Linked DNA regions of Mus musculus: all the other regions are linked to region 1. Evidence: chromatin contacts called from public Hi-C data. All regions are on one chromosome and are shown on one strand. The core of a region is the stretch at or near the end of the contact, and the rest is flanking DNA. Distances in the headings are between cores, read along the strand shown.

Region 1 (3,111 bases), core at 272-2,771:
TTGTGTCTTATCTTTTCTTCCTTTTTGCCACATGGGCTTTGTTATGGCTGATAACCACTCTCTGTCCCCAGCGAGACATGCTATGCACCAGTCTGCACCATGCTTCTTCTATGTACCTGCCTTTGTGCTTTGGAACGCTTCTCTCTCTCTCTTTGGAAAACTTCATGACCCTTTATGCCCAATGCACACGTTACCATCCCTGAAAGGCTTCAGTGCTTTCTGCTGCAGTGGTTGGAGTTGTACCTCACTCCAGGATCCTTTTGGAGCTTCCCGTGACTCTGTCAGTCTTTATTCTCCCCATTGAGTAGTAAGCTTCTTAGAGGGAGGGACTGGAACCTTTCCTTGGAAGGATCCCATAGGACATCCTCAAAGCTCTTTTGCTTCTTAAAATTTGATGCTTGTCACAGGAGGAACATGCTTTGGAGACTAGGGTCTGGTAGCACTTCAGTCTTTGGACATGTAGGTGCTATACTAGAGTCATGAGGCTCAGGGTAGAGCCAGGACTGTGGCTTGAGTGATGGCAGCCAGCATCTGTGAGTCCTGAGTGACAGCCTGGTTGGCATAGGAAATAGTGATGTAGGTGGGTGGGGGCTGTCTTTGTACCTTTCCACTTCATTTTGCTCATTTGGGGCATTAGAGTGTTTGAATAGACATCCCTTTGGATGCTTTTAGCTGTCAAAAGTGTGTGTTATTGCCTCTGCCTTGCATTCTCTATACTTTACAAATTATCTACAAGAATATATTACTGTCAAAACTTGAGGTGCCAGGCTAAGGTTCCAATGACTCATAACAAGCAAAAGATCGAGCTAAAAGAAAAGCATTCAGCCCAAAGAAGCACCTACAGGCAGGCCCATCTGGCACCCAAATGACACTTATTAGTGACACACTTGACAGTGCCAGGGGCTTGGAAGAATCATGGTCAGCAAGAAGACTCTAAACAGGACTGGACCAGGCTGAGGTTATGTAAGGCTGCAAATGGCCTGTGTTTATCAGTGTTATCAATTAGGAAGCCAATGCATACTTGCTTGAGTATATTTGGCAATAGGCATATTTGACACTAGGTGAAGATTTTTGCACCAATGATTTCATTTGACTTCACAATTTCCCCAGGATCGGCTTAAATATCTCAAAATCATATGTTAGAAATGGGCTCAGATAAGCTAAGTAACTTACCCAGATCACTCAAGTATGAAATGTTGAAGTCATTCTTCTAGTGCCCAGTCACAAGATTCTAAAACCTGTGTTCTTTTTTTTTTTTTTTTTTTTTTTGTTGATATAACATTCTACTTCTATGTTAGGCAAAGAGATAAGGGTCTAAGAGGGCTACTGACAAGACCCGGAATTTGGAGATACTGTTTCCAGATTCCTAATAGCATAAAGAGATGGTAGATAGTGCAGAATTCTATTACAAATTTCCCATCTTCAAGCAAGTGTTTTGATGAGGGATTACAAGTTGTTCTTATCCATGTCTTGAGGAATCCAGATTTCTAGCTGTAAGTCAAAGAATGGGATCTGAGTCACTCCTTGAGTCACTGCCAGGGCCATGGTGCCTGGCAGGCAGGAACAGTGCGTGCAGGGGCCCCTGGAGCTTGTCTGGTCATGTGAGCTGCCAGGCACGCTGTCTTTGAGACAGGGCCCTGGACTTCAGCCACTGCCATGGAGCCCTTACTTGAGATGTTGTTAATCGTTATGGTGAGAGTACAAACACACCTTTTTCCTCATTTCACAAGCTTCTAAGTGGGCATCTAGGAGTGGGGTGCCTGTGGCACAACATAGGTCATGTGTGCAAGCCCTAGGATGAGGTGAAGGCTGAGATGCAAGTGATGGGCAGCTCTATGTTAGAGTGGATGATGGGCTCCCAATTCTAAGATAGGGGTTTTCCCATGCAGACAAAACTGGTCATGTCACACAGCATACATGCAAAAGATAGACACTGGAGCATCCAACCAAGCTTCCATTACCACTTATTTCAGTAGAATGCTATTTCTTCTTATGCCAAATGTAAGGAAAATTGTGGTGCACTTTTTATTCCTTGGGTCCAGAATCTTTGGAACTCTCTCTTGCATTCATCATCTGGAATAACATACACTGTAATATGAAGATACTCTTAAATTAGACAGCTTCCTTTCTATGAATGGGACCATCATACCAGTTTAGAGCATCAATACTTAGGTTTTGAAACTTCTCAGTAATCATTGTCTGCTCTTACAAATGGTGCTTTCACCTCTTGGATCAGCCATGCTGGTTGCTGCCAGGGTACTCTCTCGAAAGCCCAGTTTTCACCATGCATCCCATTTTGAAGATTATCCATTAAGATAGTCGAGGAGTCAGTGACCTTTGGATCACTTTTGACTTGAATTCCCTTCGACATCAGCTGAGGAGGGTAAATATGATTGCCTTATGAATCAGAAGTCATTCCTGTTCTTTATTAATGTCCACTTGCTGCCTTTTCTTGGGTTTAGTTTGTTTCTCCTTGAAATCTTCATACCACCACAGTTGCCATATCGGATGACGTTTTGATATTTAAGTGTTTATGATATGCACTTGGGTTTAGAATTCAGTGGCCTTTTTCTTCCTAGTTTTTAATTCATCAAGTGTTTTCAATTCCTTTATTTTTATGTTTTTTTTTCCTGACCCTCTTTCTAGTTCTTAAGAGGCTGAGACCCCACCCCTATGTTGAAGATTGTATTTAGTGTTCTTGTCTAGCTTGTGCAAGGACCAATTAATGGGTCACATCCACAGCCCTTTGTCCTGTTAATGTTAGACTTCAGATGGGTTCTTGCTGGGTGATGATTAACCAAAAGAGAAATATATGTTTTGGTTTCTACTGAGAGAGAGAGAGAGAGAGAGAGAGAGAGAGAGAGAGAGAGAGAGAGAGAGAGAGAGAGAATGTGCAGAGACCAGAGGTCAATGTCCACTGTCTTCCTCAGTCCTTTCCTCCTGTATCCACAGTGCTGGGACTGTAGGCACAGCTTGCTTCTTGCTGTTTTTATGAGCACTGGGAGAGCTGAACTCAAGTCTTCACGATTCTGAAGCAAACACTTTATCAGTGGAGCCATCCCCCCCACCCCCCAGCCAAGTGTAGTTTTTAAATCATTCAGCAACAAAGGA
Region 2 (3,111 bases), core at 321-2,820, 250 kb before region 1:
GCTACATCTTACTGCTGTCCCCATTCCAAAAATGAACCTAACTTTCTCCTCTTCCTCTTGTTTCCAGTCCAACCCAGATGTCCTGCCTACTCACCCAGTGATTGGCTTCTTTATTCATTAAGTGATTGGTTCACAAGAACAGCACCAGGCCCATCTACAACATGTGTGTTTGCATGGAGTGCATGTGCAGCCATGAAGTTGATCCTGGATGGTCTTCCTTGATCTCTCTCTACTTTGTTCAATGAGGCAGGGCATGTTGCTGAATGCAAGGCTCACCAATTTTTGCAGTCTAGCTAGCCAGCTTGCCCTGGAGACACCTTGCTTTAGGCTCTTCAGTCCTGGGATTACAGAAGACTACTCTGACTTCCCAGCTTTTCTGTAGGTTCTGCAGATCAGAACTCTGGTTCTCGCTTGCAGGGTAAGCATGTTGTTCCCTGAATCACTTTCCTAGCCTATCAGGAGTTCTTAAAGTCACAGGTTGGACCCCGAGTCAGATAACTATGCAGAAGACAACTGGTTATATCTTGAATGTATTTGATTTGAGAGGACTATGACATATTAAATTCACCTGATACCTCAGGATAAAGATCTGGGATGAAGACGTAGTTTTGGAAATTATCTGCTTAAAAACAATACTTGAAGCAATAAGCGGGATTACAACAGTTTAAATGCAACCAAGGGAACAGACTGGAGCCTTAGAGCCTGACACAATTTAAGTCTGGTGGCAGGGGAGGAGTCTGCAGGGGACACTGAAAAACAGTGGCTAGTGGCATGAGAGGCCAACTGTGGGGGTGTGGCTGAGAGAGGAAATGACTTCAAGAAAGTTACACTAGGAAGTATGACAATAGTCAAAGGTTAGAGATATCCCCAGGTAAGGTAAAGCCAGTGACACATTGGTGAGGAAGTAGAATGCTGTGGGTTGAGGAGTAGACAGGAGATGACAAAATGATGCTTGGGAATGAAAGTGTGTCTAAAGGTGCAGCTGTGAAAGAAAGAGATGGAAGGAAGTGAGTGGGGAGAGTACAAGCTGCAGAAGATGGGTGAAAAGGGATTGTGGGGAGGGGATCTAAAGAAAGACATCCTGAGTGGTAATAAAGGTTGAATGTGGACTTGCAAGTGGCTTGACTGGCTGAGGGAACCAGTTACCCGCTAAGCTAAGTGGAAGCCAGTAGGCAGAAACAGTCTGAGGAGGCATTTCATGTCTGTCAGGTAGCAATGAACATGAAGATAAATCCAGTGCTCATTGTGAAGGATGAAAAGGAGAGATCTGTCTTTTTCCGAAGTTGAACATCTTAAGGGAATCTGAGATCACTCATTCATTCAACATTGAATAGCAGATGCCTATGTTAACAACCCAGAGTATTGGTGGGCCACGACTAGAGGAGACATTTACTGACCCAGAATTCCCAGGTGCTTGCTTGTCTCTTTGCTGTAACCAAATTCCAGACAAGAAGTAGCTTAGGGGAAGAAAGATTTATTTTAGCTCACAATTTCATGGAGGGGGAGTCACAGTGGCTGCCAGTTGGTAGAAACTGTTTGTATAATTTTGGCATTTCCTGGAAGCACAGGCTGTCAGGAAGTGGGCTGGCTATAAATTTCACAATCTTCCAGTGACCTACTTCCTTTATTGAGGATCCATCTCTGAAGATTCCATTAGTTCTCTGAACAGCATCACCACCAGTGTTTAAACACAACAGCTTGTGGGGACTAGTTTACATTTAAACCATAGTGGCTTGAGAGAGAAAATGTGTTTAATGGATAGGCATACTGTATTTGCTCAGTGTTTTCAGTCTCGATGGCACGTGAGGATTTTTGTTGTTTGCTTTCTTAAAGTGCCATGCTAGTCCTAGCCAGTCTGACTCTATCTGAGCCTCTGTGGATAGCACATGAGCACTCATGGTTGTCAAAGTTCCTCAGGGACCCCTAATATGCAGTCAAGTGAATAAAGTACAAATGAGCATAGAGTTGTTGGCATGGGGGATTGCTTTGCTGATGCTGACAAGAGGGATGGATGCTATTTTGGTGGGTATTAATGGCACCTGCTCTTGGCATCAGGGACCTCATAAGGCAGAATAATGCTTAAGAAGGCTACAAGATCTAGAGCAGTGGGTCTTAATCTTCTCAATTCAATGACCATTTAATACAGCACCTCATGTTGTTCATGTTGTTCACCACAGTGACTCCCAAGCATAAAATTATTTCACTAATACTTTGTGTTTTAGTTAGAGTTTTATGACTGTGAACAGACACCATGACCAAGGCAAGTCTTATAAACAAACAAACAAACAAACAAACAAACAGAAAAACATTTAATTGGGGCTGGCTTACAGGTTCAGAGGTTCAGTCCATTATCATCAAGGTGGGAGCATGGCAGTCCAGGCAGGCATGGCGCAGGAGGAGCTGAGAGTTCTATGTCTTCATCCAAAGGCTGCTAGTGGAAGACTGACTTCCAGGCAACTAGAGTGAGGATCTTATACCCACACCTACAGTGACACACCCATTCCAACCATGTCACACCTATTCCAACAAGGCCATACCTTCAGATGGTGCCACTCCCTGGTCCAAGGATATACAAACCATCACACTTTGTAACTGTCTCAAATGAAATGTATTCACTGATAAGTGGATATTAACCCAGAAACTTAGTATAGCGAGATATAAGGTACAATATGTAAAACATATGAAACTGAAGAAGAACGAAGACCAAAGTGTGGACACTTTGCTCATTCTTAGAATTGGAAACAATCACCCATGGAAGGAGTTACAGAGACAAAGTTTGGAGCTGAGACAAAAGGATGGTCCATCTAGAGACTGCCATATCCAGGGATCCATCCCATAATTAGCCTCCAAGCGATGACACCATTGCATACACTAGCAAGCCTTTGTTGCAAGTACGGTGATATAGCTGTCCCTTGTGAGACTAGGCCGGGGCCTAGCAAACACAGAAGTGGATGCTCACAGTCAACTATTGGATGGATCACAGGGCCCCCAATGGAGGAGCTAGAGAAAGTATCCAAGGAGCTAAAGAGATCTGCAACCCTATTGGAGGAACAACAATATGAACTAACCAGTACCCTGGAGCTCTTGACTCCAGCTGCATATGTATCAAAA
Region 3 (3,111 bases), core at 401-2,900, 210 kb before region 1:
TCATGTGTTTGCTGGGATTTGAACTCATGACCTTCAGAAGAGCAGTCGGCGGTGCTCTTAACCACTGAGCCATCTCTCCAGCCCAACATGACCTGTTTTGTGGAAAATTTAAAAACACATAGTTAAAATTTTAAGAAGACAAGAACATGAGTTCTTATGGGTCCATCATGCAACTCCCATAACCACCAGCTCTCTGCTAGCTTGCTTATGAGTACCACTCCCCATGTGTATTTTGTGTATGTATGTCCGGTAGAATTTTACCTTCACAGCATGTGAGCCTTACCTACTCCCATAACAAGTATGCAAAAATAAAATTTCATTAGTGAATACTTGTTGAGTTTTTCTGTTGAGATCCCTTCCCACTTTTTGCAAAGGTCCTGGGACAGAAGACTGCAGAATGTTTCAATTAAATGCTAATAAATGCAGAAAGTGACCCCTCCCCCAGTCCTCGGGTCCTCCTCAGCAGTGGCTTTCAGCCACTTCCTTCTGTCTGGATTCTTAAAAGTGTCCCTGGTGGGCTGCTAGTGACCTGTGTGCTGCCTCTGGCACCCACACACTTCAAGGACAAGCTTCCTCTGGGCATTTGTGACCACTGGGGCTCAAACTTTTCTTAATTGCTTGTATGTTCATCGACTGTCCTTTTGTCACGGTGCAGTGACCCATTTTTTTTTTTTTTTCAACCACTGGGCTGATGGGATCTGATGAGCTGCCAAGTCACATTGATGGGATGTGACTCAGAGAAGGGAGCCACACACGTGATAGTGTGGTGGCATTTGTCTTGATGAAATGCTTTCATTTTATAGAATGTTTGAATTACCACTGTTACTGCGAAAGATGAGCTAATGGCACCTGTTTTGATTCATACGATAATAAAACAGGAAAAAAATTAAAACAAATCTATAAAATCATATGACTATTTCATTCAAGTATTTCTTGGCCACATGCCGTTCTTGGTTCTAAGGCGTAAGCAAGCAATGAAGTTTGAATGAATCAGGAGAGAGTGAGTGTTGTACACATGTTCCTGTTGCTGTAAATGGTTTTAATTTGTCATTCTTTCCCGCTCCCCAAACACACTTAAATCAGAATACACGTAGGAAAAAGATGTGTGTACACTATAAAGGATTTGAAAATAGGACTGAGAAAAATGGGCTTTGTAAATGTGAACATGCTAGATTCAACAGCACACTAAAGGGGTCCCAGAGGGCAGAGCGCACTTGCCTGGATCCTTCTCTTGCTTCTCAGCCAGTTGGCTTCCTGTTGGCTTCAGGTAATGGAAAGATTATGGAGTGGGAAGAGAGGATAAGCCTGATGTGTTGGTTTCCTGTGGCTAGTGTTGCAAATTGCTAAATACACACACACACACACCTACCTAGTGGCTTAAGCTACACAAAGTTATCATTTTATGGTTTGGGAGGCCAAAAGTCAGAAATTTATCTTCAGAGACTAAACTCAGTAGGGCTACCCTCATGCAGGCTCTAGAGACACCCCTAACCCCCGCGCCCCCCTTTTAGGGCATACCCATATTCTTCTGCTTGTGAACACACAACTCTAGTACTGCCTTGACTGACCTCCCTGCCTCTCTCTTATCAGGTCCATTGTGATGACAGTGGGTTTCTGGAAAACTCTGCAGGGCTCCCAGGATGACTCATCAGCCTCTTGTCAGACGTCATTTCTTCCTCAGCCGCTTTTGGAGCAGATCCCCTCCTCTTACTGCTTGACAAGCTGAAGTGGTTTACTGGGTTTTGGACAAGGGGAAGTGGAAGTGCTTGGGTAGTGTTTGTGGGGACAGGGCAGGGAGATGCGAGATGTCTTGGGCACTTGGGTAATTATGAGCAGAGGCTTAGTTTTCCATTTGCCAAGAGAGTTTTCTCTCTCTCTCTCTTAGGCAAACATGCGTGAATGGGGAAGAACTATCTGGAGGACAGCAGTAGTTAGATAGTAAAGGCAGACACACTGGGCCTGTAACTCAGAGCAGTTCGATTTCTGGGTGCAGCTAGTGGGTGCTCCTGACAGAGGTTTTGAACAATACAGGACTAAGGAGAGGTTGGCAAAGCACCTTTGAGAAGGGGATTGATTTCCAGCTAGGCTGCTTAGTCTTCAATTTCCCCTTTCACCCTCTTTATGATCTGCAACAAACTGCTGTGCTCCCTAGCATGTGCCTATGAAAGTGGGACAAGGTCACACAACATTAAGGCTGGCATCAATGCTAAATGAGGTAATGCTCAGAGAAGTATTAAACACATGTGCGACTTCAATTCAATACATAGTTCTAGAAATCCTGAGCCCCTATCCGTGGGCTGCTTGCTGTCCTAAGTCATTGCTCTCTTGGATCTTTTAGCCTACAGGCATATAGAGACATCAGAGTGTACCTAACAACAAACTTAGCTTAGAAAGAAAACCGGGGATGGGAAGACAGAAGGTACACAGGTTTCCTAGGGTGGATGGCTTGAGTTGTGCTAAATGACTGAAATTAAGCCAATGTGTCTGGACTCAAAAGAGCGAGGAGACAGAGAAAGATCTGAGGAAGCCAGCAGGTAAGGGTATTAGGCTCTATGCTAGGAGTCTGTGGAAGCCGTTGAAGGATTTTGGCATCAAACATGTATGTGTATGATGAAGACTTAGGAAGCACCACTGTTAATGGCTCCTGGAGATCAGATTGGAGAGGTGCCAGGTGAGGTGGTGAGAGAAGGGCCTATACTGCTTTGGTAGATGCTCACCTGGATGCCTGGAGCAGGGACTGTGCAGTGAGGGAGAAGCTGGGGTCCAAGAAGGCAGAGAGCACTGGGGAGCCCCTGGATTGATTGACTAGGGAACAATTGCAACTTATCCCTTTGTGTGCTGGACACAGAGGGACAGAGGAGCTTTGGAGACATCTCAGAAAAGATGTTCCCAGTCACTTGGGAGAGGTCTGCCATGGAGCTAGAAATGTTGAACACACTAACTTATAAATAAGGAAACTCTGACCGGACAAGCTAACACGTCTCAAAGTGTTAGTCTGCAGCAGACAAGGCTCTGTTACTGTCCTAGCTCCCTTAATATCTGCAACAGACTTGAGAGATGTTTTCTCCACTTTACAAATGAGGACACAGAGACACCAGAGCTATCCTAGAC
Region 4 (3,111 bases), core at 335-2,834, 200 kb before region 1:
TCTCATGATTCCCCAGATGGAAGTACTTGGTTTTTCTATTGCTAAGTATCTCTTCACACAGACTTTCATCTCATTGATAAGAATTTGATCATATGAACTCTTTCCATGACCACAGATGTTTCTGCCATAGAGTAAGATGTATAAATGGGCAGGTTCTCTTTCTGTGAATGACAGTGGTATGAACTATAATGAACATGTCAAATGTATAGCAGGGGCAGGCAACTACAAAGATAGAGCAGAGAATACGTTTATTCATGATTTGCTCAGTCTTTATTTCAGGTTTTAGGTAGATGAGGGAGGAACTATGAAATAACTTAATGGGTTCTCTTGGAGACATGTGATCAAGGAGCCATATTGGGGCCTAGCAAACACAGAAGTGGATGCTCACAGTCAGCTAATGAATGGATCACAGGGCTCCCAATGGAGGAGCTAGAGAAAGTAGCCAAGGAGCTAAAGGGATCTGCAACCCTATAGGCGGAACAACATTATGAACTAACCAGTACCCCGGAGCTCTTGACTCTAGCTGCATATGTATCAAAAGATGGCCTAGTCGGCCATCACTGGAAAGAGAGGCCCATTGGACTTGCAAACTTTATATGCCCCAGTACAGGGGAACGCCAGGGCCAAAAAGGGGGAGTGGGTGGGTAGGGGAGTGGGGGTGGGTGGGTATGGGGGACTTTTGGTATAGCATTGGAAATGTAAATGAGCTAAATACCTAATAAAAAATGGAAAAAAAGAAATATTGAGGCTATAGCAATTCATTGTCTATGGAAGAACTGAGAAAGACTATGATATAAGGAGAGGGGTCTACCAGGCATGTACATAGAATGGAATTAAGATACACACAGTGGGTCTGCAGTGTGGTGTATGCTATAGGGAGGTAAAACTGGATAAGTGTGGTGTATGATATAGGGAGGTAAACCTGGACAAGGACCAGCTTGTAAGGTCTTTCTAGACCAAGCTAAGGAATTTGCATTTTATCCTTTAGAGGAACCATCAGAGGATTGTAAATAGGTAAGTTGACTTATATAGGAAGAGCCTACAAAATGGTTATTTGATTTAAGCTTTTTGGAACTCAATGTAACTCTCTTGAAAATAAATTTTCACACAGTTGGAGCAATAGCTCTGACACTTTAATTTGTACCAGAATTACCTGTGGAGATTGACAGAAATATACAGAATGTTAGATAACATCAAATTGACTGGCATCGTTGGGGAATTTGCATATCTCTCAAGAGTCTTCAGAGGATGTCTAAGGTGATCATCTAGGGTCACATTTGAGAAGTGCATGAATGTTTTGGTGAAGGTTGTGGAAGAAGAATTCTAATTTATCACTAACAAATTCAGCACAAAATTTGTTTATTCTGTCAGTGGGATTACAATGAAAAATTTTCCTTCTTCCTCTTTCTTTTCCTTTTCCTTTTCCTCTTCCTCTTTTATTCTTTTAAAATCTGAACAAAGGGAGGTAACTGTCATCTGCTCTGGTGGAAAAATAATGTATTCACAAGGCTCTAGGCTCACTGCTCTACAAAGCCAGCTGGTCGCCATGACTCACCCTCAGAATGCATTTTCACATCCTAGGGGGTGTTGGGGCAAACAGCTGGCCCTCTTTGAGCTCACATCTTGGAAACCTTCCACTGTTCTTATTCCATAAATACAGACCAGTAGCTTAGCTAGGATTTCCATAAACTGTAAGATTTTTCACTAAAATTCTGTGGTGTTAGTGCAATCCTAGTGGGAGGAAGTATGTAGCAATCTGAGCTATGACTGAGAATCATCTGACAATTAATTGGGTGGAAATAAAAAGCTGGGAGCTGAGTAATAAATGAGATACAGTCCAGAGAGGGGTACTGGCTCCTATCACGGGGATTTGTTGTAAAGTAGTCTTGCTAAAACTCATTCTCTAGACCCCTGCTATACAGGGTATGGAATTCTTTGTCTCCATTGCAGACAGTATCTGAATATGTCAACAATGGTTTCAGATGAGTCTTCCAACATCAGCTGTGACTCACCCTTTCTGACCTTCAGTCCGCACTCTCATTGCAGGGAGTCTGTTTCATGAAAGATTCATGGAGAAGATTACTCCAGGGCAACGCACACAGAATGAACGATGCTGCTTTGATGTGTTAAGCTATCTTCCTTCCTTAAAGATTGCCAGGCAAAAAATAGCCATTAAAAAAAAAAAGCATTCTTAGGAAGGATGCTCGCTTGATTGGCACCAGTACTTAAATATGCATGGCAGACCTGAGATCTTTCTTCTTGTAAGTAGCAATAAAACAGTGTTCCCTGATAAATCCTGCAAAAGCATTGACATGGTCTGAGTGCTCTACTTGCAATACAGGGAGCAATGCCATCGCTCACCTGAATTACTGAAGCCCGCTAATATGTGCATGCCTCTCGTTGCTGTGTTTGCACTCCAGTTTCTTTAGAGCAGGGGTTTTCAACTGTCATGCAAGGCTTGAACCCATCATAGGCACAAAACTAAATATTTACTCCACAGATGAGAATAATCTGGACTATAACCAAACATTAGTAGTAATAGTACTGGTAGCAGCAGTAGCAGCAGCCATCCAACCCTTCCTACACTTGACACTCCTCTCAACACTTAACAATAATGCATTTAATGCTCACAAGAAACTTTACAAAATACATTGTTGTCTGTGCCATGTTCAGATAGGGAAACTGAAGTACCAAAGAGAGGGAACTTGCCTACCAACCCAGGAACTGTAAGTGGTGGCTGGGCTTCAGGACTCATGTTCTTGATAAAGTGCTAGCGTGATATAAATGCGCTCCCATCTTTTGCTTGCTCAGACACTTCTGCCTGTCCTTTATTCTCCGGTTTAAGTTTCTTCTTTTCTGCAGGCCTTTGTGCTTTTGTTCTAACAACTCCTGCAAGAAGTTGCTGCTTTGTCTGTGCTCTAGAACCTTCTCACATACACCGGGATAGTAACCACACTGTTGATATTTGCGGACGCACCCATTGTTCTGCTAGTTAATGAGAGCACGTGCTGTTATTTCTTTGTCTCTATGAGGCATAAAGAGCTAGAGACCATCTATAATTCCTATTGTTGTGCTGAGATAGCTGTTGCCTAACTCTTGGAAGATTTATAG

What was found. A called contact is a pair of places that touch in the nucleus more often than the background predicts.
Region 2: a Hi-C map of bone marrow-derived macrophages shows a contact between it and region 1, with 27 read pairs. The contact joins two enhancer-like sites. A contact is called at or near these places in 1 of 15 datasets of contacts at CTCF or cohesin (the NIH/3T3 cell line), 1 of 484 Hi-C or Micro-C datasets (bone marrow-derived macrophages) and 2 of 115 datasets of contacts at active chromatin or transcription factors (DN3 thymocytes and embryonic stem cells).
Region 3: a Hi-C map of bone marrow-derived macrophages shows a contact between it and region 1, with 40 read pairs. The contact joins two enhancer-like sites. A contact is called at or near these places in 2 of 15 datasets of contacts at CTCF or cohesin (the NIH/3T3 cell line and large pre-B cells), 4 of 484 Hi-C or Micro-C datasets (bone marrow-derived macrophages, liver and peritoneal macrophages), 6 of 115 datasets of contacts at active chromatin or transcription factors (bone marrow-derived dendritic cells, bone marrow-derived macrophages, cardiomyocytes and 3 more) and 1 of 9 other capture datasets (bone marrow-derived macrophages).
Region 4: a contact with region 1 is called in a Hi-C map of bone marrow-derived macrophages, with 24 read pairs. The contact joins two enhancer-like sites. A contact is called at or near these places in 1 of 15 datasets of contacts at CTCF or cohesin (large pre-B cells), 2 of 484 Hi-C or Micro-C datasets (both in bone marrow-derived macrophages) and 1 of 9 other capture datasets (bone marrow-derived macrophages).

Annotation. Positions count from the first base shown.
Region 1 is chr3:109,468,105-109,471,215 of GRCm38.p6, forward strand. The region is part of intron 2 of Vav3 (vav 3 oncogene); the gene reads left to right. Among named protein-coding and RNA genes, the nearest start is that of Vav3, 130 kb to the left of the region's middle. Within about 2 kb of position 1,522, at least 57 of the 459 cell types and tissues checked have an H3K27ac peak or open chromatin away from gene starts, as enhancers often do. A contact at or near this core is called in the NIH/3T3 cell line and bone marrow-derived macrophages, where this site is marked.
Region 2 is chr3:109,214,966-109,218,076 of GRCm38.p6, forward strand. No RefSeq gene overlaps it. Among named protein-coding and RNA genes, the nearest start is that of Slc25a24, 93 kb to the left of the region's middle. Within about 2 kb of position 1,571, at least 9 of the 459 cell types and tissues checked have an H3K27ac peak or open chromatin away from gene starts, as enhancers often do. A contact at or near this core is called in bone marrow-derived macrophages, where this site is marked.
Region 3 is chr3:109,253,476-109,256,586 of GRCm38.p6, forward strand. No RefSeq gene overlaps it. Among named protein-coding and RNA genes, the nearest start is that of Vav3, 86 kb to the right of the region's middle. Within about 2 kb of position 1,651, at least 129 of the 459 cell types and tissues checked have an H3K27ac peak or open chromatin away from gene starts, as enhancers often do. A contact at or near this core is called in the NIH/3T3 cell line and bone marrow-derived macrophages, where this site is marked.
Region 4 is chr3:109,271,642-109,274,752 of GRCm38.p6, forward strand. No RefSeq gene overlaps it. Among named protein-coding and RNA genes, the nearest start is that of Vav3, 67 kb to the right of the region's middle. Within about 2 kb of position 1,585, at least 77 of the 459 cell types and tissues checked have an H3K27ac peak or open chromatin away from gene starts, as enhancers often do. A contact at or near this core is called in bone marrow-derived macrophages, where this site is marked.